7 separate regions of the Mus musculus genome follow, and regions 2, 3, 4, 5, 6 and 7 are each linked to region 1. Evidence: chromatin contacts called from public ChIA-PET, HiChIP or PLAC-seq, Micro-C and promoter capture Hi-C data. All regions are on one chromosome and are shown on one strand. Each heading gives the region's core, a stretch centred on a gene start, on an enhancer-like site or on the middle of the called end of the contact. The rest is flanking DNA. Distances are from core to core; before and after follow the strand shown. Region 1 holds the start of Taf5l (TATA-box binding protein associated factor 5 like). Region 2 holds the start of Egln1 (egl-9 family hypoxia-inducible factor 1). Region 3 holds the start of Spire2 (spire type actin nucleation factor 2). Region 4 holds the start of 2310022B05Rik (RIKEN cDNA 2310022B05 gene). Region 5 holds the start of Tcf25 (transcription factor 25 (basic helix-loop-helix)). Region 6 overlaps 2310022B05Rik (RIKEN cDNA 2310022B05 gene). Region 7 overlaps Capn9 (calpain 9).

Region 1 (3,758 bases), core at 880-3,379:
GAAGTTGTCTTGCTTTTAAGTTTAAAGGAAATACCAGAATAAACAGCAGCCATTGCTACACGTCTTCTACAATTAAAAAAGGAAAATAGTATTATAATAAGGCCTAACTGAACAGACACCAGAAAATGGACAGTATCTTTTAAAAAGAAAATTTTTTATGTATATGTGCCTGAGTATATGCACTCAGGAGTCCAAGAAGGTCAAAGAGGGCATTAGAGTCTTGGAGACTAGAGTACAGATAGTCATGAGTTAGGCGCCATGGAGGTACTGGGAACTGAGCCCAGGTCCTCTCTGAGAGCAGCTGTACTCCTAACTTTGAGCCACCTCTCCAACCCCTCCCTATATACCTTATTGGGTACAATTAGGAAGCAGAGGCCAGCCTAGGATACATGGTAAGATGTTGTGTCAAATATATAGTTAATTTGAAACTGGCTTTCATCAAAAGCAGGTAGACAATAGATTATAAGTACTCCTGCTGTGATCACACTTAGAGAATACAGGAATTCAATAAGGAGAAATCAAAGTGTGTAAATCACTCACAGGATGACAGTCACCATTCATGATTTAAGATCGAAAGAGATGGTTTAGCACAGCTTCAAAACTGTGTTGTGTAACAGGAGTAGCACTATTAAATAAGCAAAAAAGCAAGCAATACAGTACTTGAAGAAAATAATGCTTCTTGAAGTGAAAAAGAAATTAGGTGATGTGGCTGAGGAAACGGCTCAGCAGTAAAGAACACTTGTGACTCCTGTAGAGAGCCCGAGTCCAGTTCCTAGCACCCACAACGATCTGTAAGTCAATTTCCAGGGAATTCTGCATCTTCTCCCCAGGATCCTCATGAATGTCAGACAAAAGGAGCAAAGAGAGAAAGAAACAGAATTCAGGCATTAATTTCAATAAAAATGCTCTTACTTCTACTGTAACAGTAACTCGTCACACACAGCTACAGTAGACAAAAACCATATACAATCTTTAAAATCCCAAGTAACAAAGGAAAGGATACATTAACAACCTACACTTGCTATGAAACCCAGCTAAACCTTTTGAGTTTTTAAAAGTCATAAAGTTTGTTTCCATTATGGTAAACAACTTAGCTTAAACCCTGACAGAACATTCACCACGCTGCTGTGTTGAGGCAAGAGACTGTGCACTTTGGAAAGCTTACTACAGGCCTTCAGAACTGAGAGGCCTCCCTTCCTGTCCTCGCCCTCTGACTACCTCGGGAAGGGTTTAGGGCAGGGTTTTTCCACCTGCGGGTCACACGCCCACAAGATTGCAAACCAGGTATTTATTCACATTATGCTTCCAACAGTAGGAAAATTGCAATTATAATATAGCAACAAAATAACTTCATGGCGGGGGGGGGGGGGGCGTGTCACCACAACATGAACAAAGGGTTGCAGGATTAGGAAGGTTGAGAATCAATGTTCTAGGGGGCTGGAAAGATGACTCCGTGGTTAGGATTACTTACTGCTGTTCCAGAGAACCCAGGTTCGAGTCCCAATATCCCACATCTTGGCTCACAACCACCACTCCAGTTCTAGAGGAACGCCCCTCTTTTATCCTCTGCGGGTGTACATAAAACACCCATACAAATAAAAAGTTTGGTTTTGGTGGTGGTGGTGGTGGTGGTGGTGGTGGTGGTGGTGGTGGTGGAGGAGGAGGAGGAGGAGGAGGTGGTGGTTCTAGTTTATCATGATACCTTCAAATCCTACTACCTGGATCGGGGCTCCCTCGAGTCCGAGCTCCGTGTAGGAGATCGGGGTGCTCTCTAACGTGGGTCTCCCTCAGATCAAGGTTCTCTCAAGTGGAGCTCCTTCAGTTCGGGGTAAAGCAGTTCAGAACCTCAAGCAGGGTTCCATAGCGGGAACTCCCTCGGGCAGAGGCTCCTCCGATCCCGGCTCTCCAGCCGGTTCCCTCCTGTTAGGACTGGTGTCCGCATCCGCCAAACTGGCGCCTCGGCGCAGAGGAAACCCAAACTCTCCAACCGTCCGCTCACCTGGGACCTCCACGGCGGCGAGCCACATGTGAGGGAGGCGCTTCCGGCAGACGTTGACGCCAACGGCTCGGGGCGGGGAGGGGCGTCACGCAGACATCGCTAGAGGAGCGCCGAGCGCGCCCTGGCCGCGGCGGCGTCGCGCGTCCGCGGCCTAGCCCGGCGTGCCCGCTCCGTCAGGCGGTCATGGGGCGGCCACCGAGAACCGCGAGCGCGGGAGGACGTAGGGCGCGGGGACCCGGCTAGCCGGTCGTCGTACGGAGTCCTACGGCGGGCAACCGATACGGAAGCAGCCGGTGCCGGGGCGGCGGCGGGGCAGCGGGAGCCGCCTGGGATGTTCAGTGAGTGCGGGCGGGGCGCGGGACAGGGCGGGGGGGGGGAGGGGACGCGGGGGAGGGGCCTCGGGCGGGAGAGCGCGCGCGCGCGCGCCCGCCCCTGCGCAGTCCCGGCCCTGCTCGCGCGCGCGCGGGTCCGAGCGACCCCGCACGTGGCGGCCCCGGCTGCACGCGCCCGGAGACCCCGCGGCCCCGCCGGGCGCCCTCGCGCGGAGCCAACTGCGAGCTCACGAGGGCGCTCGGCGGAAGTGGGCAGCGGACGGAGGGCTCGCGGCTGCCGCGGGGAGACGCGGCCCCGCGGACCTCGCAGGCGCTGTGGCTCCGGCGTCGAGAGGTGAGTTTTCCCCTTCGCCGGGACCGGCAGGTGGAGGATAGCCTCGGGGCTCTGCCGGGAGTCCCGTCCAGTCCGACCCGCCCTATTAGAAAGTGAAGTAGGAAGGGAGTCTGCCTTTCTCCAGGTTACAGACTTTTTGGCTGTAACCTGGGGCTGAGTGTCACGGATGGAGTTGGTGACCGCAGAGACTTAGAGTTGCAAGCCGTGTAGCAGGCGAGCTTGCTGCCTCGGTTTCTTCTCCTGTAAAATGGGAGGGTAATTTAAGCCCAGACTCTGCTGGTAGTGGTGGCGCACTCCGTAATCCCCACACTCTGTAGGCTGAGGCAGAAAGATTGCTGCGAATTGTTGGCCATCCTGGTGTACGAAGTGAGTTCTGCACCAGTCTAAACCACAGAGTGAGACTTGGTCTAAATACACGTGCATACACACACACATACACATATGAGAGCCTTGTTTTATGAACTATAAAGCGAATATTAAATCAGAAAACCCAAAATGTCAGTTTGTGCCTTCAGTATTTGCCATCAGTAATAAATAAATTTGGTTCGTGTGTTTTGGGACAGTCTTCCAACTGTGAGATTTGTGTGTACTTCTGTCACTGAAGAGAGGCAAAAACCTCTTCTGACTACTTAGTAACTGGTTATTCTTTTTGTTACTCTGTCACAATCTATGAACAACATCTGGGGACAAAAGAAGGGGCTTTGCTTCTTTTCTGACTTGTTTTAGCTTGACCTTGTGTGACGCCAGCGCTGCTCATTGAACACTACTTGAAGTCACGGTTCCAGCCTTCCACGTAGCCAATCAGCATGTTAGCTGATTAACTTGCAGGCTCTCGTTGACATAAGCATCAGTGAGCGGTTGGCCCAGTGCTCCCCTGCAGTCCCGTATGGGATCAGTGGAGCATAGGGTGCAGGCTCAGACACTGTCCACGAGACTGCGTTCCCTCCCATTCAGGAACTGCGTGACTTTGGGCAAGTTGTCTGATAACTACAGGCTTCAGCGTCCCACCTGAAGCGTTTACCTGCCTAATAGAGTAAAAGCAGATAGTCTGTGGGAAGTACTTAAGATGGCGTCTTACTCAGCAGCGGAATGT
Region 2 (3,758 bases), core at 1,026-3,525, 930 kb before region 1:
CTGATGTCTTTAAGTAGAATTCAGTAAAAAATACAGTTAAACACACACACACACACAAACCATGTAGAGAGCTAAACTGAACGTTAACCTCCTGAGAGAGAAACTGTTGGGGTCAGCGGCTTGGCAGGGAGAGGTCCTGGGACCGACACCTTGAGCCTGAGCCGAGATTGAAGGAGAGAGCAAAGGAGAGAGCTTCCTCTGTTGTCCTCTGACCTCCAGACGCACTGTGGATTGTACATGCCCACATTATGTACACATACACCCTAAACCAATAAGCTGTAATAAAAAAAATTAGAGTCCTTTGACTATGTGGGCAATTTTAATAAGTACAAGCAAGTAAATGTAAAAGAATTGTAACAAATTCCCTGCTTGTTGCTTCCTGCCAAGACAAGTTCCTTTTACAAACAGTTAAAAAAAAAAAAAGTGTATGTACTCTAGCAAAAAAGAGGCCGAAGAACTATCTGATTCTACTTATATCTACTTACTTGTGTGGGGGGGGAGGTTGTGGGGGGAGGTTCCTGGGGATCAAGGTTAGGACTCTAGGCTTCCAGCAAAGAGCTAAATGAGCCACAGGCCCAGCCTGCTTCCTGCATTCAATGTATGCATTTCAGAAAAATATTTTCTTTGGTCCCGGGAAATGAACTGAGGGCTTTGCATACAGCAAGCAAGCACTGTACCCCTGAACTACACCCCCAGATCAAAATGGCTTTGTATTTTTGCACTGGGAAGGAGCTCATGTAGTCAGGGGTGGCCTCTGTGTAAGCAAAGATGAACTCAGTCTCCATCTCCCAAGAGCTGGCACTACAGACGTGTGCTACCACCATGTTCAGCTTCAAGATTATTCTCAAAGTGTATGCGTGTAAATGTTGTCGCTCTTACATTTCGGAGTTGTTTGCTTGCAACTTCATTCAAATGGCAGAGCTAACAATTCCCGTTTCTGTGTTCCCCCTGGCATCCAAACAGCAATTTTAAATTCTCGGCTGTCTGTCCCAATGGCTACACTCAAGTATACGACCGTGTGTGTACATTATGACAAATGTTTGCACCTAGGGAGGTCCTTCTGTTTTGGAGGCTGTATGACCATGTCGAACTCCGTAGCCCTGGCTGTCCCAGAACCCACCACATAGAGCAGGTTGGTCCTCAACCTGTACAGCTCTTGCTTCCCTCTCTGCAGCTCCAAATATACCCGTCATTCTCCTTGCCCCGGCCCCACTAGTTACTTACTACAAATCACACGTGGAACCGACAGTCTCTGGTTTGTTTCTCTGAGCTGTGTGTGCAAGTGCGTTTGATCCTGGAACTCACTTTGTAGCCCAGGCTGGCCCCAATCTCACAATGATCTTCCTGCCTCTGAGTGCCAGCATTAAAGCCGTTTACCACCGTGCCAAGCTCTATGAGGTTTGAAGGTTTCATAAAAACAAAGAAACAGCAACTAGTGTGTTCGTCTCAATTTACAACACTGAAATCAAACAAAATGCAGATAACTGAGTTGGCAAAGAGGGCTCACGCTAATCACCTTACCACTGACCAGAAGAGGTAGGAGAATCTACTTCCGAGGACTACCGGGCTGCGTCTCAAGACAACAAAGAAAGCCCGTAATAATCCTCATAATTCTGCAGACACTATTGGCAGATTCTAATGTGAGACTTTAACTCCCTGTGCAGCTTCGTTCACGGACTATGCTCTTGAGAGCTTCAGGCCTGAATGCGGATCTGGAACCGAGCCCTGATTACCTTACTTAACCCAGAGGTCTCGAACCGGAACCGGGAGAAATCTCAAGAGTTTAAGGACCGCAGAAAAGCAAAAACAAAGCAAAGCCAGAACCAGGCCCGGCGACTGCAGGAGCCGGTCCCGGAGCAGGCTGCCCGGGGGGCCTTTGTTGTGCCCTCCGCGGCCTCCGGGGAGCAGCAGACCGGGAGCGCGCAGCGGCCGTCCCGGAGCTTGGAGCGGCCCAGCGGCCGTCTGAGCTTCCGTTTCCTCCTCCGCGGGACCGAGGTGGCCGAGGCAGCCCCGGAGCGCTGCCGGCGGGCCCGGACAGGCAGGTGGAGCTGCGCGCGCGCAGGCCGGCGACGCGCGCCCCGGGCGGAGCCGCGAGGAGGAGGGGAGGGCGGAGGAAGCGGCGCGCCCGCCCGCTAGGCCCGGCCCGCCGCGTGCGCGCGGCCCCCGCCCTCTCCGCCCGCGCGCCGGGTCGCCGGGGCCGTGGTGTACGTGCAGCGCGCGCGGAGCGAGTGGCGCCCGCAGGCCCGCGCCCTGCCCGCCCGCCCCGACGCAGCCGGCTGGGCCCGCCCGCCCAGGGCGCTGTGCGCCGCGCAGGCCGCGCTCTCTCCGGCGCGATGCGGCGCTAGGCGGCCCCGGGCAAGGCAGGCGAGGCCAGGGCGCGCGCGGCCTCCCGCAGCGGGCGGCGGCCCCGGGCGGGCGCCCCGACGGCCCCGCCGCCGCCCCGCTCCCGGCCCGCGGCCCGCCCTGCCGCGGCCATGGCCAGTGACAGCGGCGGGCCCGGCGTGCTGAGCGCCAGCGAGCGCGACCGGCAGTACTGCGAGCTGTGCGGGAAGATGGAGAACCTGCTGCGCTGCGGCCGCTGCCGCAGCTCCTTCTACTGCTGCAAAGAGCACCAGCGCCAGGACTGGAAGAAGCACAAGCTGGTGTGCCAGGGCGGCGAGGCCCCCCGCGCGCAGCCCGCGCCGGCGCAGCCCCGCGTCGCGCCCCCGCCCGGTGGGGCCCCCGGAGCCGCGCGCGCCGGCGGGGCGGCCCGGCGCGGGGACAGCGCGGCGGCCTCGCGCGTACCGGGCCCGGAGGACGCGGCGCAGGCCCGGAGCGGCCCCGGCCCAGCAGAGCCCGGCTCCGAGGATCCTCCGCTTAGCCGGTCTCCGGGCCCCGAGCGCGCCAGCCTGTGCCCAGCGGGTGGCGGCCCCGGGGAGGCGCTGAGTCCCGGTGGAGGGCTGCGGCCCAACGGGCAGACCAAGCCGTTGCCCGCGTTGAAGCTGGCTCTGGAGTACATCGTGCCGTGCATGAACAAGCACGGCATCTGCGTGGTGGACGACTTCCTGGGCAGGGAGACCGGGCAGCAGATCGGCGATGAGGTGCGCGCCCTGCACGACACCGGCAAGTTCACGGACGGGCAGCTGGTCAGCCAGAAGAGTGACTCTTCCAAGGACATCCGGGGGGACCAGATCACCTGGATCGAGGGCAAAGAGCCCGGCTGCGAAACCATCGGCCTGCTCATGAGCAGCATGGACGACCTGATCCGCCACTGCAGCGGGAAGCTGGGCAACTACAGGATAAACGGCCGAACGAAAGTAAGTGGCTGGGGCTCTTGCGACCGGAGGAGGGTCTGTGAGGACCACCCCCCGCCCCCGCAGACCCGGGGCCCGGCGCTCTGTCTTAGCGTGGCTCCTTTTGTCCTTGTACTGTCTGCCACAGTGCACAGTGCAGAGCCTGCCGGAGCCCTGGTCACTCGTGGGGGTCGTTGGGGTACCAGCTACACCGGGTCTGGGTGATGCATCTTATCTTGCCTGTGTGCCTGAGCTAGTTAAAAGCCCCGCGGTTTTTAGCGCGCACCCGGCTCTGATTGAGAGCCAGACACTGTGTTTAGCTAGGACTCTGTCAGCTGCCCCCAGAAAGGTTCATTTAAAAGCCTGTGGTCGGAAAACTCCCTGTATTCAGGAAAAGCTTGGCGGCCTGCTCCCCTCCCCCGTGTAGCTTTATCTTGCTGGCTGTCCCTACCGTTTTGAAACCCACTACCAAACCAGGAAAGCGGT
Region 3 (3,758 bases), core at 760-3,259, 690 kb after region 1:
AATTGCTACTGGTCTGAGAACAAAAAGGCAGTACAACTCTAGGGGGTGGAGAGCTAGGCTGTTGAGTGTCCTTTTTGATGTTCCCAGAGAAACCCAGCAGGGAGCTAAGCTGGGTTTGTTCACAGTGCAGCCCACTACCGTTACAGTGGCAAGCCACTTACAACCCTAAGCCTCAGTTTTCTTGTCCCAAACATCACAGGCCAGACCAAGCAGGCTGCCTGCAATCCTGTGTTGCTCTGCAGTGCTGGGAACCAGATCCCGGGTTATATTCTCTATGGTAAGCAATGGGGTGGGCCCAGGAATAGCCTTGTGAGGCGGCCAGAGCCACAGGAGTGTTAAGGCTGTGAAGAGTTGATGGTGGTGCACCTGCCCCTTCAGGCCAGCCTTGGAAGAGGGAGCCCAGCAGGGTTTATGCAAATCATGCCACTTTCTGAGCGCACTGGCCAAGGTTAAACCTCAGCCTACCTGGGTGTTGTGTTTATTATTTCCCTGTGCAATATATCGGGGCTTTTGTGCAAAATTTAACAGCTTGGAAGTGTCAGGCAGGGGTGTGGAGGGAGGGAGGAAATGGGTATAGGCTGAGAAGCCTGGGAAAGCCACGGTGGCGGCTCCTCTGTGCGCACAATGGGCCCTTCCTGCTCCAGAGGCAGCTGTTGTCCTTTGCTTCTCTTTGGCCTTGCTTATCATTCCTAGTCCCCCGCAGATGCCTGCCTGAGAGAATTTCTGCAAGCCCACAGCTCTCGGGGTTGGAGGGAGGCCAGCCTTCCCTCAGCAAACACACAGCCTGCCTTTGTGCTCCCAACCGGGTATCAACTTTTGGGGTACTATCACTGTATGCCCCATACTAGAACTACAGTTCTCCAGGGGGAAAGTGAGGCGGAACAGTAGACAGGAGCCTGAACTCAACGCTCTGAATAGACTACAATAATCTTTCAAAAGCTCAATTGTTGGTTCTCACTGTTTAAGTTTTGGTTTTTTTTTTAAATCACAGGTTATACACTCTGCTTACATTTACAATTAAACTCAAAAAATTAGTATTAATTCAGTACAGACTCAGAACAAGGCACATTACTCCTGCTCTCCCTACCCCTAGAAAAAGGCACACATCTCTAAGTAGCCTCAAGGTCTGCAGTGTCGCCAGAGGGGAGTACCAGTTTCACGGGAACACCCACAGGCCCTGCCAGAGCAAGGCCAGAGGACTGCAGACTCCCCCAAACCATCTTAAAGGGAACTGACTAAAGGAGAGGCTTCCGAAATTCAGGACTTGACCGTAAGATACTCCGGCTTTTAACCAAAGCCACTCTCCCCTGGGGAAAGCGTCCCTGGGCGCGAGCAGCCAACCGGCCGCTTCTCATCAAGAACGATGGGCTGTTGGTAGGGTTATCCCAGACTGCGTGTGTGTGTGTGTGTGTGTGTGTGTGTGTGTGTGTGATAGTGGGCTGTTGGTAGGGTTATCCCAGACTGCGTGTGTGTGTGTGTGTGTGTGTGTGTGTGTGATTGTGGGGTTCTCCTAGGTCGAAGGGAAGACAAGGAGTCCCAGATCCAGAGGGCAGGGTGGGGCCTTCCCGGTCCGGTAGAGCGCTATCTGGGCGCTGATGTGAGAAAGGTCGAGGCCCCGTCACTTGGCACCGGGGTGCCCTCAGCGGCCGCCCGCTCGCCCGCCGCGCCGGCCACACCCCCACCCACTCCGGTGCGCCTTACCGGGCTCCAGCCGCGCGCCAACCGAACCGTCCCTACGCAGGAGGATGTCTGCCGTGTCCCGGATGCGCCGCACGCCGCCCGGCTCGCCCCGCAGCCCGCGGCAGCCCTGGAAGCACACCGCCCAGGCCTGCTCCTCGTTGATGGGCTGCTCGTACACCTTCAGCACTTCCTCCAGGGACAGCTCCCACGGCTCGGGCCGCGCCGCGCCCCCCGCGCGTTCGGGAGCTGCTGCGCCGCCGCCGCCCGCCCGGGCCATGGCCGCCCATCATCGCCGCCCGCGCGCGCGGCGGGTCTCCATAACAGCGGGGCGACGCACCGCCGAGCGAGGGGGCGGGTCCCGCGCCGCCCGTGTGCTTTGTCATTCCGGCCCCGCCCCTCGCGGGCAGATGCAGGTGAGGGCGGGGGCTGATGGAGGAGGAGGAGGCTAATGGTCAAAGAGGCGGGGCCGGGCGGGGAGGGAAGGGAAGACCGGTAGGGAGGGGCGAGCCAGGGGGAGGGGCAGAGCTAGGAGGGGCAGCCGGAGAGGGAGGGTGCAGGACAAGAGAGGACTAAGGTTTGTTAGAAACCGGTTGGGGGTGCGAGGAGGAAAAGCTGACTGAAGAGGGGTGGGGTTAAGCATGATGGGGACCTTGCACACGAACACACACACACACACACACAGAGGCACACGTACACGCGCTCCCTTGGCTCTGGCTCTTTAAAGCAGACAGTGCCTGTGATGGTCTTTGTGGAAGGCCTGGACCTTAGGAGGTCGCTATAGTGTGATTGGCTCAAAGATGATGCAAGCCTTCAGGGATGAAGTACTTCATAAATGGTCCTTTTTTTCTGCTCGAAAGGATCAGCTTCAAACCCTTAGTGTCTTAGTGACAAACAATGTGACCGAGCTAACACAACACCTCATTCTCAGAGTGTGTTGCCTTCATTCCAAGGCACATCAAAAGTGTTAACAAGCTAAGCACAGCACACAGCTTTGTTGAAAGTAGTTTCAGCCATCTTTACGACGGTTGAGAAGAACAGAGCGAGAAGACACAGCTGGGAGATAAATGATAACAAGGCAGTTGGTCTCGGGCTTTGCTTTGCGGTAGAACTATCGCCTAGGAAGCACAAGGCTGGGACATAATTGTAAGAGAGAGACTTGGTGTAGGGCTGGCTGACAATCTCCTCTGGATTCTTAGTCTTCAATTGGAAAGAAAGGATACAAATGAATTTTGCCTGAAAGTGTTTATAATCAATATCTGGGCGAGTGTGACATCCTTCAACCAGTTCTCAAGCTTATGAGACACAACAGATTTAAGCGGAACCAAAGGACACTGGAGAAGAGGAAATGAAAGGGAAGGTTCTCTCTGCTCAGGATACATTGTGCAGACAACCTGGAACTCTGGCTCTTCTTCCCTAATCCTCAGAAACTTCAAGGGCTACCTCAGTAGGGAAGGAACAGTAGGAACCTCCCACAAGGAAACTCATTCCTTGCTTATGTTAGGAATGAGAGCCTGTATCCAAGTAGTTTAAGGAAAGTCTGAGTCACACAGTACCAAGTGTGTGCTGACAGCGCCCACTGATGAGGCCAGGGTGTTTCTGGTTGGCCGGCTCATAGAATGGTTTCTGTGTTTCTTTTTCTTTTCTTTTCTTTTCTTTTCTTTCCCCTTTTTTCTCTTTTTTCTTTTCTTCTCTTCTCCTCTTTCTTTCTTTCTTTCTTTCTTTCTTTCTTTTAATGGTTTTAAGGTGTTTATTGTAGAAAGGCAGAGAGAGGGAGAGAGTAGAGAAGTAGAGGCTGGCTATGACCACGTGGAGAGAGGGGAAGGGAAAGCAGAGAAAGGGGGAGCAAGGGAGTAAGAGCAAGAGAATAAGAGGTAAGAGAGCTATTTCTGTAATTCTAATGGGTGGTATCTTAGCCAGGGTTTCTATTCCTGCACAAACATCCTGACCAAGAAGCAAGCTGGGGAGGAAAGGGTTTATTTGACTTCCACTTCCACATTGCTGTTCATCACCAAAGGAAGTCAGGACTGGAACTCACACAAGACAGGAAATAGGAGCGGATGCAGAGGCCATGGAGAGAT
Region 4 (3,758 bases), core at 733-3,232, 640 kb before region 1:
CACACACACACACACACACACAATTGGAGACAAATTGTTATGTAATGTAGGCTAGCTTTGAACGGACTGAGAATGGATTTGAACATCTGATCCTCTTTCCTCGACCTCACACAAGTACTGGGATCTCATCTGTGAACCATGCTTGGATTTCAGGGCACTAGGGATGGAACTCATCTTTGTGCATGCTACTCAAGCACTTTATAAACTGAGCCACATCCCCAGTACCTGATAACAGTCTTGGTGGTTGTACTGGCTGGCTCTATGTGTCAACTTGACACAAGCTAGAGTCATCAGAGTCAGAGGAGCCCTGTTTGAGGGAATGCCTCCATGAGAACCAGCTATGAGGCATTTTCTCAATTAGTGATCAAGGCGGGGAGAGCCCAGCCCATGGTGGGTGGTGCCATCCCTGGGCTGGTGGTCCTGGGTTCTATAAGAAAGCAAGCTGAGCAAGCCAGGGGAAGCAAGCCAGTAAGCAGCACCCCAACATGGCCTCTGCATCAGCTCCTGCCTCCAAGTTCCTGCCCTGTGGGAGTTCCTATCCTGACTTCCTTTGGTGATGAACAGCGATTGGGAAGTGTAAACTGAATGAACCCTCTACTCCACAACTTGCTTTTTGCTCATGGTGTTTTGTTGTAGCAATGGAAACCATAACTAAGACAGTGGTGATATATTTTATTAGAGCCTGACACATTTGTGACATTCCATTTATATCAGGGAATTCAAGTTATTTCTGCACTTGCCTTTAGTGTTAGACAAGGGCTACTTTAGAGACAACTAAGCCACGGTTGGTATTTAGTTGCTTTTCAGAATAGGACACCATGCTTACCTGAGACCTGTTAGTCTTGTGAAAATCAGGGAGTGGGATGGGGCCACAAACATCCCACAGCCCTGTCTTAAACTTTAATCGTGTGGTCTCAGCAGCAAGCCTGACCCCTTTGGGGATACATCTGCTTCCCTGTGGGAACTTTCCATCCTCTTCAGTTTGTTTGTAGTCAGCAAACCTCCCGGAGTTCTTATGATTTCTGAGATTCCAGGATTAGCTTGGCCATTTTTGGAAGTTTAAGCTTTTGGGTTGTCCCCTCACTTAAACTGATGGAATACAGGCTCCTTACGCTGACCAGCGTCTGCTGCTGACTAGAGTTCTTTAATTCCTGCTTAGGATTTTTTTTTAAAGAGTGATTTTTAAAGACAGAGTCCTGAGATTTAATAGACTGGTGTGTGTGTGTCTGTGTGTGTGTGTGTGTGTGTGTGTGTGTGTGTGTGTGTGTACTGCTGCCTCACAGTGGCAAGCATCAGAAAGCAAGGGCTTTGAGGGTTTGAAGAGGCCTTGGTGTGTAGCTCTTCTGAGAGGGGGTACTTCGCTCACACTGCATGCTTTTAGCAGGGGTCTTTCTTTCTGTGGGGATAATGGTACCATATAACCCAGGTTGGCCTTGAATTTGCCGTGAGTCTCCCGCCTAGGCCAAAACAGTGCTAGTATCCCACGCTGATGCTTCCATGCCAGGCTTAGAAGAAGTTCCACGGGCGGGAATCCAACCTCCTGGTTGACAACTGGTGGGTCAGTGCCCTAGCCTAGCCCCCGGCTCAGTGTGGTGGATCGCCCAGCGAACAGAGCGCAAACCTGAAAAAGCAATGAATGCCTGAGAGCGCAAAGGAGAGAGGATGATTGAAAGCCAGGTTGGGCACGTGCAGGAGGAAGTTTCCTTTGTCATCAGTGCCACGTGGCGCCATGGCGGTCTTCGCCCTGAGTTAACCCCTGTGGTCATCTCCAATCTCGGCGGCGCTTGTATGGGGGACTCTGTAGCAGCCCCAGAGATGCCCTAGGGTCCCGGAAAGCGTCCTATGGAGGAGAAATTGAAGGGCCATAACAGGAGGAGCTCGGGGGCGGGGCTCCAGTGGGGGCGGGGCTCCAGATGGAGGCGGGGCTTCAAGTGCCGACCGGGCTCAGGGACGATTAGTGGTCCCGACCGGTACCAGATGGGGCGTAGGCGGCCCGTACGAAGGGTGTCCCGGGAAGGTCTGGGGGCGGTGCTCAGCCAGGGGCGGAGGAGGAGGGCTCAGCGGGTGGGGTAGGGACGGCGCTCCGGGAGGAGACGGAGGCGGAGCCCCGGGGCGGGGCGCGGGCGGACCGGGAGGCGGCGCTCCGACCGGGACGCGCGGGCCGGGTATGGCGTCGATGGCGGCGGCGATCGCGGCCTCGCGTTCGGCCGTCATGAGCGGGAACCGGCCGCTGGACGACCGGGAGCGGAAGCGCTTCACCTACTTCTCATCGCTGAGCCCCATGGCCAGGAAGATCATGCAGGACAAGGAGAAGATCCGGGAGAAGTACGGGCCCGAGTGGGCGCGGCTGCCGCCCGCGCAGCAGGACGAAATCATCGACCGCTGCCTGGTGGGGCCTCGCGCCCCGGCGGCCGCCGCCGATGCGGGGGACGTGCGGGACCCGGCGCGCTTCCCTGGCCTGCGCGGGCCCACGGGCCAGAAGCTGGTGCGCTTCGGCGACGAGGTGGGTGCGGCGGGACGGGCCACCCAGGGCGGAGTGGCCGGCGAGGGGGAGTTCAGAAATCTCCCGGAGAAGGGACCTTTAAAGACAAAGTGGGAACAGTAGAGAGGAAACCAGCGAGCCTGGATGAGTGTACGACGTACAGCCTCAGTTTTCTGATGTGAAACAGGAAAAATGTCTATAGTTCCTGATCACTCAGTGGCCGGCATGTGTTAAGTATAAGGACCTCAGTGGGGAAGGTGGGACTGCCAGGCACCGCTGCCCTGGGGTACGTCCCTGGTAGACTACAATGGAGAGAGTGTGTTTGGGTTTGACATGTGAGCCCCGGTTCCCACCCAAACACAGAGTAAGTTTAGATGCCTCCAGCAAGCCTGATTATCTAGCCTGGGCTCTAGACACTGGGGGAAGAGAAAATAACTACTTAGAATTGCTCCCGGCTGACCTTGCTCTTGAGGCCCAGGAGTCTGCACTATTCAGAAACCTGGTGGTTTACCAAGAGATGGTTTCCCTGAAGCCCTTTGTGCCACCAGAGTATGGACTTGGTACCTCAGGGACTCAACTTTGTTTTGGAGGACAAAATCGGTAGCAGCTAGAGTTCTGAACGTCCATTTAGGTGGAGGCAGGGAGGAGAAGCTAGGAGAGTTTTGTTGTTGTTGTTGCTGCTGTTGTTTTTCTGTTGGAGAAGTTGTGCCAGGCGGAGGGAATACCAGTTAAGGATGAGATTTCAATCAGGTTTTTTCAGGCCAGGTATCCGTCAGTGTTTGTTACTACAGAACGCTTGTGGTCACGAACCCACTTTCCTGCCAGGGAATTGTGAAGGCAGAGAGCTAGCTATCCGCCAACACTGCCTTCTGCTCCCCATCCCATTTGAAACTCTTGTGGGCTTTGCCAGGAAAAACAAGGGTGTGGTGGGAGATGAAAATATAAGTCTTAAAATATATTCCTGGAGCTGAGGCATTTCATTGTGAAAAATATGCACCTCCATAAAGACGTGGACGGAGTTCGTGCTTGGATCCGGGTGATGAGTAGGCAGGCAGTTCCTCTTTGGCAGTGTCTTAGGTAAATAAATCTGAGAGGAAGCCGCCCTGTCCGCACTTAACAGATGCTGGAGACTGGATGTCACTGGATGTCACTCGCCCTGAGTATATCAAAAAGCCAAGCCATGTTGGAGCCAGGGTCATTGATAAGGAGAGATGTGACCAGTTTTCTTTTCACCCAGTTTCTCATTTGGGGTCAGTCTGCATTCGCGGACTGGTGT
Region 5 (3,758 bases), core at 493-2,992, 650 kb after region 1:
AACATAGCTGGGTGGTGGTGGTACATGCCTTTGATCCCAGCACTCAGGAGGCAGAAGTGCGCGAATTTCCGAGTCTGAGACACAGCATCTCTAAGTAGTCTACAGAGTGAGTTCAAGGACAGCCAAGACTACATAGAGAAACCCTGTCTTGAAAAAGAAATGATGATAAGCAAAAGTAAATCTAAGAAAAGTACTAGTGAAGGGAGAAGAAACAGTAGGAATGGGGGTTGCTCTCAGGCTCAAAGTCAGAGGAGGCAGGCGAGTTCTCTGTACCAAGGGAAGACATATTTCACCATCGCCACAGACTACAGGACAGATCCCTTCCTTTCCTTATGGGAGAAATAAACAATCTCTGAACCAAACTTCCAAAATGTCTGTGACATTTCTCACACCAATCAATATCTTTGCTAGGAACTTTTAAACCTGCTAACTGATAAAAAGCTGGGGACAACTGGGGGTAGTGCTGTCTTGGGTGCTGCAACAGTAGGATAGACATGGTTTCATATCTGCGACTTGAGGAAGACCCAGTACTTCCGTGTGTCCCAGCTAGCTGAGACAATTCACTGCAAGACTGAGAGTCTCAGACACATTACATCTTTTTACTCACTCGAAAATGGCCACTGACACCTTACCATATGTGGAAGTTGGAGATACGAGGAAAAGACATATTATCTGCCCACACATGAAGTCAGAATCATAATTTATACACATATGAAACTGCAGACCCAGGTCAGTCTGTCGTAAGGAAAAACACGGGGCTCAGGACTGCTACCCAATTTTCTGCTGCGAGGAATACGATACGATAGGTACAAGTAGCTGGGACACACAGAAGTACTGTGATGAATAAGCCGAAATGTTTGCAGAAGAGAGACCTCCCTCAAGTCGCAGAAATGAAACCAAGCCTACCCTACCATCCCATTGCCCCGGACAGAACAACCCTACTCCTTCAGTGAAGCCTAGACCCAACTGAACCCCACCTCCCACTCGCCATCCACAGTGCCCCTCCCCCTTAGCTGTCTCGGATGTCACGCCCCGCCCACTCTGACGTCACTGCCCCGTCCTGCCCTGCGTCACGTCACGTCTCTGGACACAGCCGCGAGACACGCCCTATGCTGCAGCAAAGTCCTGTCACTCAGCCCCTTGTCGGCACCCCCGTTAGCCTTTAGCAGCCCCTTCGCTCGGCATTTTCTTCCACCTTCCACTCGATCTCGGACGGGGAACACGGCTTCCTCACCCCACCCACCCTGCGGCTGAAGACCCGCCTTCCCCGATGCGGCGCAGTCCCTTCTCTCCGCCCACTCGACTGCAGTCCAGACCCAACTTTGTGCCCCTTCGCATGACGTCATGCCCCCACCATTTCCCCCCCCTCAGGTTGCCCAGCTCCTCACCAGCTCAAACCGGTTGTTGACACGGACTCCTTCCTTCCCTGCACCCCCGGGGCGCCGGCCACCCAGCCCCGGTTTTGGTCCCTCTTCCTCTGCGTCATCGTCATCAAGGAGGACAAACTTCAAGGCGTCGGGCCCTAGGGGTTCCTGGCCGCGCTGTTCCCCCCTCAGTCTCCGGAGGGCCCGGCGCGACATAGGACCCGACAGCCTGATGTGGGCAGAGGGACGAGGAAGAGCAGCAGTGTGGCGGCGCCTGCGCACTTGCGGCGCGCTGGCGCAAGATTGGCGTGTCGCGTTTGCGCGCCGCGGCTCTCCGGAACTTCCTCCCAATTCCCCGTGGAGTCGGGGAAGGTGCAAGGGTGGCCCAGGGAGCTCTCGCGAGAGTCGGGCCCTAGCGGCGGCCGTGGTGCGGTGCTTCGGCTTTGGAGATGGCTGGCTTTCAGAAAGCCGGCTGTGCGGCGGGCAGCAACGCGCAGGCTCAGAGCGCTGCTCCGCACGAACGCGATTCCCGGGGGCGAGCCTGGGGGCGAGCGGGCAGGGGTGGGGCAGGCGAGGAGGCCGTGAGAGCAGGTGCGCACGCCGCAAGGCCCGTGTGCAAAGACCTCTGCTATGACAGGAGCGAGGGACCCAGTCCCCAACCCCTCTCTGCTAGCCTACCCATGCGACTTGTCCGATGTCCCCCACCTCCACGTTGTTACTAGACTGCAAAGGGACAGTTTTCACCTTAATAGAACCAACCTAACTTCTTTCAGACTGGGTAACTCCTCTCCACAACGTGCACCGAGCCGAGTTAGGTGTTAGGGCTTGCTTTTTATTGTCGCGAACGCAACAGGGGTGGTCATGTTACAGGGGTATTGGGTGAGGGGAGAGCTGCCTAGGTGTGGATCCGTGGTGTGAAGTCACGGCAGCCCTACCTATGTGTATTCTAATTCAGGAAGATTTTCACAATAAGGACATAGGGATCCTCGGCACAGATCTTTTCTTTTTCCATGTTCTTTTTGTTTTTGTTTTTTGAGACAGAGTTTCTCTGTGTACCCTTGACTGTCCTGGGACTCGCTTTGCAGACCATGCTGGCCTCTGCCTCCCAGGTGTTGTGACCAAAAGTGTGTGCAACAACAACCGACCTTTTTTTAAAACAAAACAAAAACACCACCTGTCTTAGGGTTTCTATTCCTGGACAAAATATCATGACCAAGAAGCAAGTTGGGGTGGAAAGGGTTTATTCAGCTTACACTACATACACACTGCTGTTCATCACGAAAGGAAGTCAGGACTGGGACTAAGCAGGCCAGGAAGCAGGAGCTGATGCAGAGGCCATGGAGGCTTGCTCAGCTTGTTTTCTTATAGAACCCAAGCCCAGGTATGGCACCACCCACAATGGGCCCTCACCCCTTAGTCACTAATTGAGAAAATGCCTTACAGCTGGATCTCATGGAGGCATTTCCTCAATTGACTCCTTTCACTGTGATAACTCCAGCCTGTGTCAAGTTGACACAAAACTAGCCAGTACACCACCCAAACCAAGATCTTGCCCTGTAACGCTGGCTACCCGTGAAGCTATGGAAATCCTGTTCTGAAGGGCTGGAATTACAGAGCTACTTCATGTCTACGCCCCAATTTTTATACTTTTGGAAAACTTTCCTAGACGAGTCAGGATTGAGTACCTCCAAAGTAAAATGAGCTGGGGTTGGGTTGGACCTTTCCCCAGCTTGAGAGCAGGAGAGGGCTAGGCCAGTCACTGCTCTTACTTGATCTTAGCCAAAAGGCTGAGAAGCAATCAGTCACTTATCTTAAATTCCAGCTTCATTTTGGGAGATAGATCTCCTTTTACAGGTGAAGACGCCTTAATGAGCTAAGTTTCCCAGAGAGAACCCGGTTTTGCATTCATGTGACTCCCAAAGTCCAAACAATGTAGGCGGTTGGCAAGGACAGAGAAGGCAGGCAGGGCAGCAATCCCTTAGTTCCTGCTCTTGTGTGAGCCCCCTGTCCCACTGTCCGTGTGCTCCACTCCACCCTGCCTCCCCCAGGAGTCTTGGTTCGTCCCTGGGTTGGATGCTGAGCCCTCTGCCCACACTATGAAGTATCTTTAGGTACTTCAAAGTTGATGGTTCACAGCTGCTGTCCCAAGGTGCCCATCCCCCCAACCCTCTTCCCTGCGCACTGTTAAAGTTGCAGCTTCTTCCGCATCAGGCTCAATGCTGCCGCCCTGACTGTTCAGGACCAGGCTGGCTTCTGTGCCATCCGTGATCAAGAGCTGTGGCCAGGCTGGGCAGTGGTGGCGCACGCCTTTAATCCCAGCACTTGGGAGGCAGAGGCAGATGGATTTCTGAGTTCGAGGCCAGCCTGGTCTACAGCCAGGGCTATACAGAGAAA
Region 6 (3,758 bases), core at 827-3,326, 620 kb before region 1:
TTGAGTGAGCAGCTAGCTCTGTGGCATTTAGTACCCTCAAGTGGCCGTGTATCCTCCACTGACTGTCTCCCATACTGTCGTGTGATTACACAGTTTCGTGTGTCTATGGAGCACAAGATGTTTTGCTGTTTGCGTATGTTGTAGGGTAATTAGGTCAAGCAAATGAACATATCCAAATTTTCCATTATGCAAGGCACGTCCCCCTACTCTGACATTAACTCCAGCCCCCCTACCTCCCAGGGATGCGGTCACCACTAAGGTCTCTTCTATTCCTCTGTCAGTTTGTCAGGCAGGCTGGGGGACGGGATGGGTGAGGAGGGGCCCATAGGGTCACTGCACTTTTCTCTCAGCATCCTATGTTTCCAGAGGAAAAACCCCAGCACCCAGAAGGCCCCAGACTGGGAGAGAGGAAGGAATGGAGAAGATTCCTTGCATTCCCAGGCCTCCTGGGTTGCAGACATGTTGGAGAATGTGTGGGGAGGCTGGGCAAGCAAGGATACCCTTGGGACTCCATCCCCAAGGTCCTTCTCCTCCCAAGCTGTCTAGCTTCTGTCTTTGACTTTACTACTGTTTAGCTTCCTGTCTGAGGTCCCAAAGAGGATGGGGGGAGATTATTGATTTCCAGGCTTTGCCCCAGAGGAAGAAGCACCAGTGTGTGCGCAGTGCTCATCCTTCCACACGCCAGGACATCCTCCATCCTCCATCCTCCAGACCAGGCCCTCCCCTACAACTCACATGCTCATCTGAACTTCTCCTTCCTGATCTCGCCTTCAGTGAGCAGGTCACACAACCACCTGGCTGGAGAATGGAGTACCCAATGGCTGTGGCTCATAGGTGTCACTGCCTGTGGAGGACGAAGGGGCTACTTGGTTTAAGCCATGGCCTCCCTTGCACCTCCTCATTGTCAGGTTTTGAGGGGCCCCATAGGCTGCACCCAATCCCATCACAACTCTTACACGGCTGGGGCCCATGTTTCTTCCTCACAAAGTCCTCTTCCTCTGCTTGATGGTTGGCCTCCCTCCTTCCTCCCTTGCCCCACTCTCTTTCCCTCTGAGCTGTCCTAACACTCCCTCCCCCTAGAAACTTAGACCTCGGCTTGTGGCCTTCTGCCCTAGACCCTTCCATGTTTTCCTTGTGTTAGAATATTATGAAGTTCCTTTAGTTCATGCTGCCCCCGGGACACCTTATCCTAGAGGTCTCTCTGAAACCCTCGGCCCTCTCGCTGCATCCCTGTCTCCTTCCTTACCTTGCTGGATTCCACCCACCTTTTCTTGAAGACCTCTACCCCAACTGCAGCTGCTGTATATATCTTATTTCTAGCCCCACCATTTCTGACTGTCCCAGTCACACTCATGTGGGGGCTGCGCTGGGCATGTGGTATGGCATCTCGGAACGTCCATCCATTCGAAAGGAGTAGCCAAGGCAGGGGAAAACGAGCAGGGAAGTTCTCTGCCTAAGTTGTGCTCCCAACACAATACTACCCATTCTCTTGAGGGACTTGTATATGTCTGTGTCCTTGTCACACGCCTGAGGGCTAAGACTCCTGTCCGTAGCATTGACTTCTTCTACATATGCCTCGGCTCCTCCCTGCCTGCCACTTCCTGGGTCTTATGATGACACTGAGTTTTTGCTGCCCTGGAGCCTGACTGGCAGGTGAGTATTTGCCCACCTCGGGGCTTCTAAAGAAGGGGGGGTGTGATTCTGCTCCTACTCTGGACAAGTGCCTTGGATGTGAGGTGGATGGAGTCAAGGCACTGCCCAGCTGTGTCTCAGGCTGCGTGCTGGGGCTGGCTCATTCCTCTAAGGTGTCCCTTTGCTAATTTTGCGATTCTTAAAGCTTTCAAGGCACTCTCCTCCCCCTTCTCCTTGGAGGGCAGGAGAGAGGAACACATGCTTAGCGTATGGCGGGCTGCTGGGGAGTTGTTCAGATTCCGACTGTGTGCCCGCAGCCTTTGTCTTGAGTTTAGCTTTGCCAGCAGCTGCCAAGCCAAACAGTCCTTTTTAGCGGCATGCACTCCCCGCCCCCCTTTGCTGAATATCACACATTCTTCTCCAGTGAGTGGGTCATAAAAATAGACGCTGGGCTCTGTCGTGGTCTTGCTGTTTTTAGAATGGATAGAGCCAGCTGAGTCCCCGGTTCCCCACATGGGCTGACTGACCAGGTTGTAGGGAAGTCAGGAGCCCTGGGCGTGGAGAGCAGGCGGGTACTGCCAGAGGCTGAGCAGATTCTTGTCTTCTTCTTCTGTTTCTGCCTCCAAAATCACAGAAGGCAGTCAGTTGAGCCCCGACTCTCTTCCTGCAGCCCATGCCATGACCATGACCTAGTGGCCTCTGTCCCTCCCAATCATCGTCTATATAGTGTCCTTCAGCAGGGCTGGCTCAGCAGCCTGGGCACTGAAAGCAGGCCATACCTCCTTCCCATTCCTGAAGAAGACATGTTTGGAAAAGCTTGTCCGTGGCACGTATGGTCTTCCTGTTTTCACCTTGGTCTATGTGGGCCCCAGGGGGAAGTGGCCTGGTCTGGCCTTCAAAACCAGTGCTGTCTGGAAAAGTCGGGTGAGCTGCCACGGTGGCTCTTCTGTAATGAGAAAGGAATAGTGAATCTGTTCCTCACGTCATTTCCGTGGAGAGTTTCCCATGGTGCCACATACTTAACACGTGTTCAGTCAACTGAGATTTCTGTACCGTTCTCCCCAAGTCTGTGGTGTGAAGTCAGCTAACTTCTGTGTCAGGAGTTGAGGTGTGGGTGTGGTTGTAGTTAGCCTGAGGCCTTCCACCAGGAGCTGGGTTCTTTCTTACCTTGCTCAGCACCCTGGGGATTTAGTGCCTGTTTCCTCTTCGTGGACCTGTGGGCAGACTGAGCCTGGAATAGGGGAGCTGGGCTATGGGTACACCTCTGGGCACTTCCTCTGGCCCCCAGGGCTGAATCTGTGATGCTTCCCATGGGTTCCATACGCTTTCACAGCGTCTAGGGAGGGGGCTTGGGTCTGCCAAAGCTCTGCCCTCTTCATCTTCTGTGAGCCTGGAATTATCCGGTTGTGTCAGTAGCTGTGAGAGACAGCTGTAGAGTCAGTTTCCAGCAAGCCATGATGGAAACCCCCAGAATGGGGACTTGGGGTCACTCGTGACCTTGTGGAGCCCATTCTTTGGTTCATCAGCTGAACCAACATAGACAGGGACAGGGAACAACTTTTCCCCTCCTCCTGACCAGCTACCAGATAGTATTTGAATACCTTCTCTTCTTTTGGAGGAGCAAGGAGGAGGAGATGGGCTTGTTAGAGGAGACTAGTCACACTTTATGTGCAAAGTTAAGGATCGAGAAAGGGAGGGGGCAGATGGGTTAGGATCTGCTGCCTCCTATCCCTTCCTCCTCCTCCCCTTCCTCCTCCTCCCCTTCCTCCTTTCTCTTCTCCCTCCTCCCCTTCCTCCTCCTCTCCTTTCCTCCTCCTCCTCTTCCTCCTCCTCTCCCTAGTGCCCCCCTTCTTGCTGTTTTTTTTGGGGGGTACAGGGTGTTGCTGTGGCTTGTTGGCCTGGTAACTTCTATGTAGCCCAGATTAGTGTCAAACCTACTTCAATCCTTTTGTCTCCACCTCTTGAGTGCACTGTACCTGCCCTTTCTCTTTTCTTCTCTTTACTTTTTTTTTTTTTTTTTTGAGACAAGGTCTCTCTGTTATGTAGCTCTGGCTGTCTTGGAACTCATACAGAGACCAGACTGGCCTCCAATTCACAGAGAGATGTGTCTGCCTCTGCCTCCTGAG
Region 7 (3,758 bases), core at 455-2,954, 600 kb before region 1:
GGAGAGATGGCTCGGCAGGTAAGAACAGAGCCCATACTGTTCTTGCGGAGAGTCTGAGTTCAGTTTTTAGCACATGTCACACAGCTCACAAGAGCTACAGGGATCTGACATTCTCTTCTGACTTCTGAGAGAAACCATATTCACGTGCACCTACACACGGTTAAACATGTATGCAAGCGGTTCAAAATATAATAATTAAAATATATTTAAGGGGGCTGGAGAGATGGCTCAGCGGATAAGAGCACTGACTGCTCTTCCAAAGGTCCTGAGTTCAAATCCCAGCAACCACATGGTGGCTCACAACCATCCATAACAAACAAACAAACAAAAAAAATATATATTTAAAAAGCAAGGTGGATAGTACCTGAGGAATGGATACCTGTGGTTGTCCTCCAACACACACACACACACACACACACACACACACACACACACACACAGTACTGCCATCAGTCTCCCCAAGTAGTACATCAGAATAATTTCCACGTTACCCCATAACACTTTAGACCCTCAGCATCATCAGGCTCTGCTCTCTCATTCTGAGATAAACATTTTCACTAACCTCCCCTTGAATAAAGAAAATAAAGAAAAGCATCATGTGTGTGTGTCTTAATAGCATGATTGGAGCCAGGACTCTGGGTACTGGAACATTGAATGACCAGTTGGGGGGGGGGGCGCGGGGGAGGTGCGGGGGCGGGAGGAGCACACAGCAACCCCAGGCCTGAGCACACAGACACAGATGGTACCGTAGGTTCTTGTAGAGCAATGATTTTATAAGAAGTTCCACAGAATCAGAGAACTCAGCCAATCCCTTTAGATTCTTCTAACTCACTATGGAGAGGGGAGGAGGGTGGTGTGAGGCCGGGAGGAGAGAGAGCAGTGGGCGGGGCAGCCCTCTAAAAAAAAGTTTCGAGGTTCATGATCCAGAAGCTGAGTATCAGAGGGGCAGACGGCATCGGGTCAGAGCAACCTCAGATGTTCATGGTCAGGCTGATGAACTGGAAGTAAAGAGAGATGAGGCTTTAGAAATCCAGCCTAGCAACTGAGGAGTGGCTTCTGTTTGTATTATGTCGCAAGAACTCTTGCTGGTCGGTCATCTTGCACAAATTTGGCCTTCTGACTCAACATGAAACCATTTATTTAAAATTTAAATTAAAACAGATTGCTGGGTGTGTCGCATGTATAATTATTTTATGTATGCATGCATACGTGTATGTGGGTGCAGACCAGGCATTTCTCTCCCCATCTTCTATTTCGAGAAAAAGTCTCTCACTGAACCTGTAGGTACTAATTGTCCATGACCACACTGGCTGGCCAGTGAGCTTCAGAGATCCACCTGCCTCAGCCCCCACACAGCGCTGGAATTGCAGATACATGCCGCCAGACTTGGCTTTTTACACGGGTCGTAGGGTTCAAACGTGGGCCCTTCTGCTTGTGCCCATCTCCCCAGTCAGATAAACCTTGAAAAAGGCTAAGTGCACTTTCAGTAGAGGGCGGATAGGACAAAGGGATAAGATGTGTTTTGTTCCTGTTGAAGGGGAAGCCTCACAGAGACATCTTGGGCAGGGTAGTGTGAGTTTGGTGACCCACCTTTCCAGAGAAAGATGGCCCTCTACCATAGTGGAGCTGAAGGGAAGGGAGGCAGGGTGGTAGCTCAGGCTCCTTGTGAGCAAGCGAGCTGCCAGGCTGCGGAAGCAGCTGGAAGCTTCTCATTTCTCCCTTCCTCTCACCAGGCTTGCTCGTGTTTATGTGGAACGTTGTTTACTCCACACCCTCTTTCTTGGGGCTCACATGAGCAGACACTAGGGCAATGAAGACACCCACAGCTCACAGGATTATAGCGCTAATTATGCTGACTGCCAAAAGGACAAACACCGGCCTCTGCACTGAGTAATTGCCCACGGCGAGTGCTCGCTCGTCCTGCCTGGGGGATCCACTTAGCGTGTTCATACTCTGCTGCGCCCTGGCCGGGGTCTGCTTGGCCATACCTCGTTTATGTTGAGATGGATGAAGTCCTTGTTCTTCACACTGAGAGATTGGAACACCCCTGTTGGGAGGGAGGCAGCGTCACAGTAGAGCCAGACCCCTGGGCAGGTTTAAGGGCTCCTGGACCACTGGGAAATCTGTGGGTAGCTGCTCCCTCTAGTGGAGATCAGATTCCCTGCATGGTGGGGTGGAGACGATCGAAAGGATTCAATTCCTAGCCAGGGTGATCTGAGAAGGGACTGTCTAATTTGAACCTCAGATTCCTACCTCCAGAAGAGATACAGCCAAACCTTGATTAGCAAGGTGGAGGAGGGGCTTTCCCAGAGCGAGAGCGAGAGCGAGAGCGAGAGCGAGAGCGAGAGCGAGAGAGAGAGAGAGAGAGAGAGAGAGAGAGAGAGAGAAAGAGAGAATATGAATGTAGCATGGACCTGCTTGGATGCTAAGTGCCCCAAGCAATAGTGACAACATCCTGTCATCCCACTGGGGACACTTCACTATGAACTGGGCATTCCATGGCTGTGCAGGTGTGTAAAATTTCTAGGTGTGTACTGGGCATCCCATGGCTGTGCAGGTGTGTAAAATGCATGTGCATTATAAAACCACAAGATACTGGGACATGTTCGTTTGCAGCTGAAGGGACAATGGATGGCTGAGCTGCCCTGGATGCATTTGGCCACCCTTGGGGGCTATTTTGGGAGAGAGTGTGTCCATGAATCTCCTGTGTAGAGCACCTGCACACAAGCCTTCCATCTTTCCTGTACAGCAGACCCTGCTTAAACGACTGGGTCTGTGTCTGGGGCTTTCAGGGGAGAACAAGCGAGGGGCAGAGACTTCTCATTTTGGGTTTTGTGAGGGGACTTGACTTTTCCTCAGTAGGAGGTGTGAAACCTGTCCACTCACAGCCCTTCACAGCCTGTAGGTGTGTAACCACAGGACCTTATTCTGTCTCTCAGCTGACCACAGGGCATAGTGTCTGCACAGACATCCACGGTGGCCCTCCATGTCCTAGATCTGCCTTTTTCCCCCCAGGTTGTTTCTTATGTATTCATAGATGGTGACTGGAGACCCTGAGCTGGGCACTCTGTGCTCCCAAGGGTCCAAGGACTCTCTTGGCTCCCTGTACACTCAGGGCTCCCTTGTACACTCAGGACTCACATGCACACTCAGGGCTCCCCTGCACACTCTCAGCTCGCCTGTACACTCAGGGGTCCCATGCGTACTCACGGCTTGCATTCTCCAGCCGCACCAGGCAGTTGAGGTAGTCATCGAAATCCAGCTGGAGGTCCTCATCTGCATACCTGAGGACAATCAGCTGCAGGAGATGGCCACCCAGCTGAAAGCCTGAGGAGACACAGGAGACTCAGGACTTGCCTTGGATGACCCCATGGTGAGCAGACATCTCCGGGACCTCCAGAGGCACAGAAGTGAATTATTCAGTGTGCAACGCCTGTGTGCACGTGTTCATGTGGATGTCCATGTGCAAAAGTGTGGGTGGAGGCCAAAGGACAAAAGCAGCTATCATTCCTTGGGGTCACCCCCCTCTCCCCGCCTTACTGGTCTGGAACTTGCCAAGTAGGCTAGGCTAGCTGGCTAGCAAACTTCAGAAACCCTGCTGTCTCTGCCTCTCCAATGCTGGGATTACAAGTCCAGGCTAACATGCCTTACTTACATGGGTTCTGGGATTGAACCCATATCCTTGGGCTAGTGTGATCATCTCCTCAGCCCACTGGTATTTCTTAAGATCCTTAAGGTTGGTAGGTGTGGAGGGTAGG

What was found. Promoter capture Hi-C pulls out the DNA fragments that hold promoters and counts their contacts. A called contact is a pair of places that touch in the nucleus more often than the background predicts. ChIA-PET counts read pairs in DNA pulled down with a chosen protein or histone mark. HiChIP or PLAC-seq counts read pairs in DNA pulled down with a chosen protein or histone mark. Capture Hi-C pulls out chosen DNA fragments and counts their contacts.
Region 2: a contact with region 1 is called in a Micro-C map of embryonic stem cells, with 6 times the contacts expected there. The contact joins the promoter of Egln1 here to the promoter of Taf5l in region 1. A contact is called at or near these places in 12 of 39 promoter capture datasets (the C10 cell line, the HPC-7 cell line, cranial neural crest and 8 more), 3 of 484 Hi-C or Micro-C datasets (CD4 T cells and embryonic stem cells), 5 of 115 datasets of contacts at active chromatin or transcription factors (astrocytes, embryonic stem cells, extraembryonic endoderm stem cells and 1 more) and 1 of 9 other capture datasets (pancreatic islet).
Region 3: a contact with region 1 is called in a promoter capture Hi-C map of adipose tissue. The contact joins the promoter of Spire2 here to the promoter of Taf5l in region 1. A contact is called at or near these places in 2 of 39 promoter capture datasets (embryonic stem cells and hippocampal neurons) and 1 of 9 other capture datasets (adipose tissue).
Region 4: a promoter capture Hi-C map of second pharyngeal arch cranial neural crest shows a contact between it and region 1. The contact joins the promoter of 2310022B05Rik here to the promoter of Taf5l in region 1. A contact is called at or near these places in 11 of 39 promoter capture datasets (cranial neural crest, embryonic stem cells, frontonasal cranial neural crest and 6 more), 4 of 115 datasets of contacts at active chromatin or transcription factors (astrocytes, extraembryonic endoderm stem cells, large pre-B cells and 1 more) and 2 of 9 other capture datasets (adipose tissue and liver).
Region 5: an RNA polymerase II ChIA-PET map of memory CD8 T cells shows a contact between it and region 1, with 7 read pairs. The contact joins the promoter of Tcf25 here to the promoter of Taf5l in region 1. A contact is called at or near these places in 2 of 115 datasets of contacts at active chromatin or transcription factors (memory CD8 T cells and stem cell-derived neural progenitor cells).
Region 6: a promoter capture Hi-C map of hippocampal neurons shows a contact between it and region 1, with 2.4 times the contacts expected there. The contact joins the enhancer-like site here to the promoter of Taf5l in region 1. A contact is called at or near these places in 4 of 39 promoter capture datasets (embryonic stem cells, hippocampal neurons, pre-B cells and 1 more), 1 of 115 datasets of contacts at active chromatin or transcription factors (embryonic stem cells) and 1 of 9 other capture datasets (adipose tissue).
Region 7: a contact with region 1 is called in an H3K27ac HiChIP or PLAC-seq map of embryonic stem cells, with 2.4 times the contacts expected there. The contact joins the enhancer-like site here to the promoter of Taf5l in region 1. A contact is called at or near these places in 5 of 39 promoter capture datasets (the 3T3-L1 cell line, 3T3-L1-derived adipocytes, hippocampal neurons and 2 more) and 3 of 115 datasets of contacts at active chromatin or transcription factors (astrocytes, embryonic stem cells and large pre-B cells).

What each region holds. Positions count from the first base shown.
Region 1 is chr8:124,019,768-124,023,525 of GRCm38.p6, reverse strand. Taf5l (TATA-box binding protein associated factor 5 like) reads left to right here and starts at 2,129. Exons shown (of 5, transcript NM_133966.3): 1 at 2,129-2,337. It overlaps Urb2 (URB2 ribosome biogenesis 2 homolog (S. cerevisiae)), which reads right to left and starts at 2,029. Exons shown (of 10, transcript NM_001368414.1): 1 at 2,000-2,029; 2 at 1-66. The coding sequence starts at 53. It overlaps Mir1967 (microRNA 1967), which reads right to left and starts at 885; the gene lies at 804-885.
Region 2 is chr8:124,947,771-124,951,528 of GRCm38.p6, reverse strand. It overlaps Egln1 (egl-9 family hypoxia-inducible factor 1), which reads left to right and starts at 2,275. Exons shown (of 5, transcript NM_053207.2): 1 at 2,275-3,296. The coding sequence starts at 2,475. It overlaps Gm46060 (a long non-coding RNA gene), which reads left to right and starts at 3,304. Exons shown (of 2, transcript XR_001778719.2): 1 at 3,304-3,758.
Region 3 is chr8:123,330,964-123,334,721 of GRCm38.p6, reverse strand. Spire2 (spire type actin nucleation factor 2) reads right to left here and starts at 2,009. Exons shown (of 15, transcript NM_172287.2): 1 at 1,702-2,009. The coding sequence starts at 1,957.
Region 4 is chr8:124,661,593-124,665,350 of GRCm38.p6, reverse strand. 2310022B05Rik (RIKEN cDNA 2310022B05 gene) reads left to right here and starts at 1,982. Exons shown (of 4, transcript NM_175149.4): 1 at 1,982-2,503. The coding sequence starts at 2,168.
Region 5 is chr8:123,371,695-123,375,452 of GRCm38.p6, reverse strand. It overlaps Tcf25 (transcription factor 25 (basic helix-loop-helix)), which reads right to left and starts at 1,742. Exons shown (of 18, transcript NM_001037878.4): 1 at 1,389-1,742. The coding sequence starts at 1,580.
Region 6 is chr8:124,642,364-124,646,121 of GRCm38.p6, reverse strand. All of the region lies in intron 2 of 2310022B05Rik (RIKEN cDNA 2310022B05 gene), which reads left to right. Among named protein-coding and RNA genes, the nearest start is that of 2310022B05Rik, 19 kb to the left of the region's middle. RefSeq lists an enhancer at 370-3,210. Within about 2 kb of position 2,076, at least 166 of the 459 cell types and tissues checked have an H3K27ac peak or open chromatin away from gene starts, as enhancers often do. A contact at or near this core is called in adipose tissue and hippocampal neurons, where this site is marked.
Region 7 is chr8:124,615,722-124,619,479 of GRCm38.p6, reverse strand. It overlaps Capn9 (calpain 9), which reads right to left. Exons shown (of 20, transcript NM_023709.4): 18 at 3,211-3,327; 19 at 1,989-2,047; 20 at 749-998. The coding sequence ends at 972. Among named protein-coding and RNA genes, the nearest start is that of Capn9, 41 kb to the right of the region's middle. Within about 2 kb of position 1,704, at least 110 of the 459 cell types and tissues checked have an H3K27ac peak or open chromatin away from gene starts, as enhancers often do. A contact at or near this core is called in hippocampal neurons, where this site is marked.